Linked DNA regions of Strix aluco: region 1 is linked to region 2. A link is a contact called in public Hi-C data. All regions are on one chromosome and are shown on one strand. The core of a region is the stretch at or near the end of the contact, and the rest is flanking DNA. Distances in the headings are between cores, read along the strand shown. Region 1 holds the start of FAM13B (family with sequence similarity 13 member B). Region 2 holds the start of HNRNPA0 (heterogeneous nuclear ribonucleoprotein A0).

Evidence for each region. Hi-C and Micro-C count contacts between places; a contact is called where the count stands out from the background.
Region 1: a contact with region 2 is called in a Hi-C map of brain, with 4 times the contacts expected there. The contact joins the promoter of FAM13B here to the promoter of HNRNPA0 in region 2. A contact is called at or near these places in 2 of 2 Hi-C or Micro-C datasets (brain and heart).

What each region holds. Positions count from the first base shown.
Region 1 is chr13:5,267,083-5,270,818 of bStrAlu1.hap1, forward strand. FAM13B (family with sequence similarity 13 member B) reads right to left here and starts at 1,336. Exons shown (of 24, transcript XM_074838123.1): 1 at 1,075-1,336.
Region 2 is chr13:5,119,920-5,123,331 of bStrAlu1.hap1, forward strand. It overlaps HNRNPA0 (heterogeneous nuclear ribonucleoprotein A0), which reads right to left and starts at 1,647. Exons shown (of 2, transcript XM_074838876.1): 1 at 547-1,647. The coding sequence starts at 1,325.

The sequences.
Region 1 (3,736 bases), core at 86-2,585, 150 kb after region 2:
AAGACAGAAAAACTTCAAACCTAAATGCTAATCCAGTTCAAGAATTTGTTTCAAAGTCACATACTATTTCATCTCCGAGGACACTCAGAAATACATGCCTGAAAAAAATAAACAACTGGGTAGGTTTTGATATATTCGGTTTATTTTTTTTAAACAGGCAAGAGTGATTAGATGGCATTTACTTTCTTCATTTAGTATTTTTTGAGTCTATGTCTTGAGTCTGACAGCAGTAACAAATTTTGTCTAAAATTTTAAAAAGCCAGACCAAACGAACTCAAGAGTTGTGTAGTAAAAGTTCAAGTTGCAGCGTTTGATTACAACTTTTTTGTTGTTGGGTTTTTTTCAAACCTGGAAGAAATACCCTAACACTGGAGCATCTCACGTTAAAGCAACCTTTTGGAGGCAAGAAGCATTTACACTCAAATGTTTAAACCCCTAAGGAGCTTCCAAGAGTAATGGAAACCCACACGGGCAGATTCCTCAGAAGATACACATTTGGTCACAGGCTGCAGCATTAAGTCCATAAGCTAGCATTCTTCATGCCAGCGTTGCCTTCGTCTTCACTGAAGATTTAGTGACTACCCTTTAACTTCTGGAACCAACTTTGCTGGCAGGGAGCTGCTAGGCTAATACTGTCTGCGTGCCAAGTCCCATCGCGGGGGGGATAAGGCTGATCCACCGTGGGAGGAGGAACAGGCTCAGCAGACAACTCCGCTGGAGGAGCCAAGAAATCCCTGCTGGCTGTCAGGGCTGCCTCGAAGGTCCTACCGACACAAGTGCAACCTGGGAAACGAACGCACCACTTGACAGCTCCCTCCGAGAGGCTCTAGCAACTTCTGCACCACGCAACCCTGCAACGCGCCCGCCTCGGCCACCTCCGCTGCCCAGACGAGGAAGTTCCCGCGCCCCTGATCCGCGCCGCTCCCAGAAGGTTCCTGAAGCCTGTCGTGACACCCTCCCCGCCCCACACGCCGCCTCCCGAGGCGGGAGCGCGACCCGGCCTCAGCCCGCCGCCCCCGAGGGGCGACCCCGGCCCGCGCCGCGCCGCGCATGCGCCCCCGCAGCCCCCCTCACCGTTGCCGGGTGACTCGCCCTCCCCGCCGTCCTCAGCACCAGCAGCAGGTTCCTCCGCCTCTTCCTACCCCGGGGGCCAGCGCGGGCCTCTCCTCGCCGCTCCGCTCTCCTCGCAGGCCGCCTCCCTCGGCCGCCCCCGCCGTCCAGCCGCGGCCGCCGCGCTGCCGACCCGGGCGCCGTCCGTCCCCAGAGCCGCTCCGTCGCCCGAGCGCGCTCTCCGCGAGCGGGGGGTCCCCAACGGTAGCGGCGGCAACTGGCGGAAGTGACGCGCTGACTGACAGGTGCAGGCGCGCGCCCCCCTCCCTCGGGGTCACGTGCTGCGGGGCGGGGAGGGGTCGCCGGTGGCGCCGCGGCGGGGCGGAGCGGGGCGGTGCTGAGGGGAGCCGGTTCCCGCCCTGGGCCGCAGCTCCCTCAGGCCGGCGGCGAGGCTCGGTAGCGGCGGCCCGCGGGCGGGAAGAGCCGCCTGAGGGAGGGCAGGAGGGGAGGAGCTGGCGGCCGGGGGCAGGTTGGTGCGGCCTGCCCCGGGCCGGTGGGTCCGCCGGCCGTTATAGCCCCGGGCTGTCCAGAGCCGCAGCGACTGCAACACCGCACCCACGAACAACGAGCAGCAGCCCAGGGATTAACTTTTTTCTCTTGTTTTTAACCTTAGTGACTCAGCCATCCCTCGGCCTCGGCCCGTGCGGGCTCAGGGGTGCCCAGAGAGTGACCACGGCCGTCGGTGTCACCGTGCAGGCTCCTGCTCCTGTACGGTTTTGCAGTTCTCGTAACCATATTAAAATATTTCCTGTAAATTTTCTGAATTAAAGCGTCAACAGTGATCGCTCCCAAACATTTCCCAAGTGTAAGCGCGCCAGAAGTAACAAAGTGCCCTTTGACAAAGAGCTAATGCGTTTTGAAATACAAAATTTAGCACCCTTAAACTAAGTTAGCATAAGTTAGTGAGGAGATGCAAGCTTACACCAGAGGTGTTAAAAGCCGTGCCTGACAGTCTGCGGTTCCCACATGCCACGTTGAAACTACAACAGCTTTTTCTGTCATGCAGTGCCAGCAGCCATAGGTGGTGGGTTTAATAAAGCATTTAAGGAAATAAGGATTTAGTTAGTAAAAATCCTCTCAAGACAATCTTTTCTTCCCATGAAAAGCTGACAAAGAATATGTGAAATGAAAAAAACCCGATAGAATTAGGATGGGATTAATTGAAGCTTTCATATTGTCAATAGCTGCGAGGGTTTTGTTTCAGGTTTTCCAACGTGGATTCTAAATTTTATCTAGAGATACATTTATAAGACTCATTAAGAGTTTTTACATTTAGAATCCGAAGAAGGGAGAGTCACAATCCCACAGTAAATTAGCCTGGCAGATCTAAAACTGTATTTTCCTACTAGAAGATTTGGTATCATTAGGAGGTGCCATACAAAGACAATAAAATGCGTAGGGTCAGGGGAAATGACCTCTCAGGAGGTCCATATTTGCTGTCGGTCTGCTTCCACAGCAGATTTCTCCACTTGAACAGCTAATAAAATTTCCTCACATCAGGATGAGATTTCCGAATTTCTATTTTGTATACATAGCTGTGTTCTTTCTGATTCATTTAGCCTCATCAACAACAATAAAGATACTGAATCAGAACAAGCTGGCAATTTTGTTGATGAAACATGGGAGAGAGCGGACTCCAGCTGGCTCTTCAGCAGATACGTTGGCCAGTTGACAGGAATAAAACTGCAAGAAACCTGACACAGAAAACACACGCGGCAAGAGGAGACAGACAGCAGAGGCAGGCAGGTAGGCAGGCGCTGCACAGCACCTGTTCGCTGGTTTTGAGTCCAAGACAGTGTCTTCCCTCCTCTGAACTGGCTCCGAGTACGCCATTTCGTGCCAGCTTATCCTACCTCCTTTCAGACGCTTCCAACGTTCCTTGCAGGGGGCAGACATATGCAGTCCCAGGCTGCCATTTTAGTCTTTTCTGCTCACTTTGTGTTCTTGCTGCCTATTTCTGAAAGGTTGAGGAGAACCTGGGAGTGCTGGTGCTTTAGCCACTTTCTCTAAGATAGTAAATATAGAGGGACGGGAGGCAAGAACTTCATGAGCGGCTGTGTGGTTACACCCACAAAATACACCTATTGAAGGCGTGTGCCTCTCAAATCACAGTAAAAATGACAATGGAGCAGTGTGGTAGCTGTCCCCATCCATTTTCCACTATCTCAGGACACAGCTCAAGTTTTATAGGAGCGTTTTGTAATTCTCCTGCTTACATGATCTGCAGATGGCTGCACAGCTCAGACACCCAGCCCGGTTTCAGCAGTCCAGGCAAGTCCAGCTCGGAGAGGTTCATTTACCCCCTCCAAACCTGCAGGCACACGCAGAGCAGTCCCAGCACGAGCAGGGGTTGTGCAGGTGCATGGCTGCAGTCCCACTACATGACATAGGAGTGTCACCCACATGTCAGGACATATGACAGTACCCTGCCTTGCACAGTGGCAAGGCCCCAGTGTGAGGCTGCTCACGAGGAGAAGGACCCATTCCCCAGCTGCTGCACAGCTCCAGGAGCTTGGCAGATGCGTCTGCTCAGTGTCTGGCTCCTAAGACCGGAGTGCCATGGCATCCCTGTCTCATCCGTAAATCCATGGCCAGAGCCACACCGTGAGGGGTGAGCCATTGCTGT
Region 2 (3,412 bases), core at 397-2,896:
TCCCCCATAACCCTCCCCAGTTTTTACTCCAGATCAGCAAGACACTTCCCACCCCGTACCCCCAAAAAACAAATTAAAACAAGACATTTTTTTCGTTGCTAGTATAAAAACGACCAAGGTCCAAGTAATAATAAAAAAATAGAGTCCATCAATGACTGTAACACAAAGTATGTGTATGTGGGGCCCAGTCCATCTTCAGAGAGAAAGAAGTGGCACAGGCAGCAGAGGCGACCCCCAGGGGGCATTTAGGAGCTGCTCCCACAGCAGGGAGGCATTTAAAAGGAGCTGCCCTTCGGCGAATGAGGGGAGAAACCATTTAGAAGCTGCCCCGTATCAAAGGGAGGGCTCTCCGCGCCACCCCCAATGGCTATGGGCGCTCCCGCTCAGAAAGAGCCGCCCCCGTAGCCTCCCCCACCATAGCCTCCTCTGTACGGTCCACTGTTACTGCGGCCCCCCCAGTTGCCGCCCCCTCCTCCACCTCCTCCGCCGCTCTTCATGGGGCCGTAGGAGGACTGGTGCTGGCTGTAGCTGCCGAACCCGCCGTACCCGTTGCCGTAGTCGCCGCCTCCCCCTCCGCCGCCGCCTCCGTAGGAACCGCTGCCATAGGAGCCGTAACCGCCGCCGCCGCCGCCTCCTCCACCGTAGCCGCCGTAGCTATTGTAACCGCCGCCGCCTTTGGAAAGGCCGTTGTGATCCCGGTTGCCGGATCCGCCGCCGCCCCGACCCCTTCCTCCTCCTCTGCCTCCCCGGGAAGGCCTGGAAGAGCCGCCGCCTCCCCCGCCCGACTGGATGTCCTCCTTGGGCACGGCCTTCTTGACCTCCACGCGGTGGCCCTGGATCGGGTGGAACTTGACCACGGCCGCCTTGTCGGCGGCGTCGTGGTTCTGGAAATAGACGAAGCCGAAGCCGCGCTTCTTCCCGCTCTGTTTGTCGGCGATGATCTCGGCCTTCTCCACCGGGCCGAACTGGCTGAAATGCTGCACCAGGTCCCCTTCGCCTACGTCCCCTTTGAGGCCGCCCACAAAGAGCTTCTTCACCTTAGCGTGGGCCCCCGGTTTGGCCGAGTCCTCCCGGGACACGGCCCGCTTCAGCTCCACCGCGTTCCCGTCCACGGCGTGGGGGGAGGCGGCCATGGCGGCGTCGGCCTCCTCCACCGCCGAGTAGGTGACGAAGCCGAAGCAGCGGGAGCGCTTGGTCTGCGGGTTAAGCACGACCACGCAGTCGGTGAGGGTACCGTAGGCCGCGAAGTGCTCCCGCAGTCCCGCCTCCGTGGTCTGCACGTTCAGGCCACCGATGAACAGCTTGCATAGCTGCGAGTTCTCCATGCTGCCGCCGGTGCCGGGGCTGCGCCTGGGCCTGGCGCCGAGACTCCTCCTCCTGTTGGGGGGCAGCTCTGAAGGTTTTTTCCCCCCCTTCTCCGTCTTGCCGCTTCTTCCCCCTCGCTTGCTGCGAACAGCGCGACCTCACGGCTGCGGCAGCCGCCGGCGATGGCTCCCTCGGCCTGGCCCAACGCCTTCGCTTCGCCTCACCTGACCAGCAGAAGAGACGGGGCGTCCCGGCTGCCGCCGCTCCCGCAGAAAGGGGGGTGGGGGTGGGGGGAAAACACAGGCACGCACAAAATGGCGGCTGCTACTTCTCAAGACTCGGCCGGCGACTGGTGCCCACACAAAGGGGACGCTGGGAGCCCCGCCCGCCCGGCCGCCGCCGCGCACGCCCCCCGCGCCGCATCAGCCAATGAGAGCGCGCCGCCGGCACCGTCCGCGACTCACCGTCAGGGGCGGGGCTCCGGCCGCGATCGACGAGCGCGGCGGCTAATCAGAGGGCGCGACCTCCGCCGCGCGTCGGCAGAAGGCCCGGGGTCCGCCGGTGACAGACGCGCCGGACAGCCAATGGAGCCGCGCTGTGGCGGCCGGTGATGCGAGGCGCCCTCCGCGCGCGCCGAGAGAAGGGGCGGGACGGGGCCCGGCCCGGCCCGCGCCAATGCGTCAAGCCAGCGGGCGGCAGCCAATGGGCCGCCTCCGGCCGGGCCGCGCGCTTTCTGCTCGGCGGCCCCGCCCCGCGGGCGGGGGCAGCGCGCGGCGGCTCCGCGGGCGGCTCGCGCGGGAGCGTTTGAAACGGGGACCGTTAGGCGGCCGCGCCGCGCGCCCCCCGCCCCGCCACGGAGCGGCGGGGCCCTGACCGCCACCCGGGCCATGCCCCGGAGCGCCCCCCCCTCCCACGGCCTCGCTATTGTTCCCCCGCCTGAGGGGCGCGGGTGGAGGCGGGCATGGGGGCCGCTGCCCCCTCACGGCTCGGCCTCGCCGGGCGGGGGCCGGGAGCAGGGCTCACCCGCCGGCCGAGTGCTGGCCCGGCCCGGCAGGACCTCCTTTACCTCCTGACCGTGTTCGTGCTTTGCCTCGACCAGCTCCAGCCTCGCACCTTCATTTCCTTCGGCTCGCTCGCGTTTCCCGGCTTTACGGCAACGCGGCCCGTGTATTCCTGAGGGGCAGCGACACCCCGCTTCGGGATTCTGAACCGTTCCGTTCTGTCCAGGTCCTGCCTGCTCCCTTTTAGCGTTACGTGGCTCTTCTTCCCTCATTTGTGTCCATTTTTCCCTTTCCAGCATGCTCCCCGCTACCCAATCTCTCAGGCAGCTTTACTCGCTAGTTTCCCTCTTTCCAACCCTATTACTGCCTCCTCACCCTTAAACCTCTCCTTAGCTCTGAAAAGGAGGTATTTTCTTAGAGAAATAATTAGAGCTGCTCCAGAGTGTGCAGGCTCTGTAAAATGACTAATAGTGAGATGTATTTCCTTTTTTTCTTTTTCCTTTAATAGTACCTTAAACATTGTCAGCTTGAAGACTGCAGCACTATTTGCAACATACTGAATTTTTCATCAGAAACAGGATTTTTTTTTTGGCCTTACACCCACTGGGGTTTATGTAGGAAATTCTTTCAAAGTGAAAAGGTCAGTTCCCATTTCACGAGGCACATTAGCACCTGCACCACGCAGTTTCTGAAAACTCGTGTTAACTTAGTCCTCCTCATAGATAACTGATGTGTGTCTAAAACCTTCAGTGAAGGTAATTTCACAATACTCTTCAGGTAGCCTCTTCCTTTGTTTATTATTTCCACAATGAGATAAAGTTTCCATTTAGACATTGAGACAATCTTCGAAAAAATAACCACATAATTGAATATATTAAAGTGAGTGCAAGCCTCAAGAACTCATGAAGTGTTAAAGCATCTGTGCACAGAGTACTTGACGCACTCTCTCTTTTTGTTAACTAAATCTATATGATAATATACTGTGGGGTCTACTGGGATGATGAGACTTCCTCTTCTGTTTGGGCACCTCTCCCTGTTTGCTCTTGTTCCTTGTTTTCCATTGCTTTGCTTTTTCAGGCACTAGATCCTGAAAAGCGGGTCTGTCT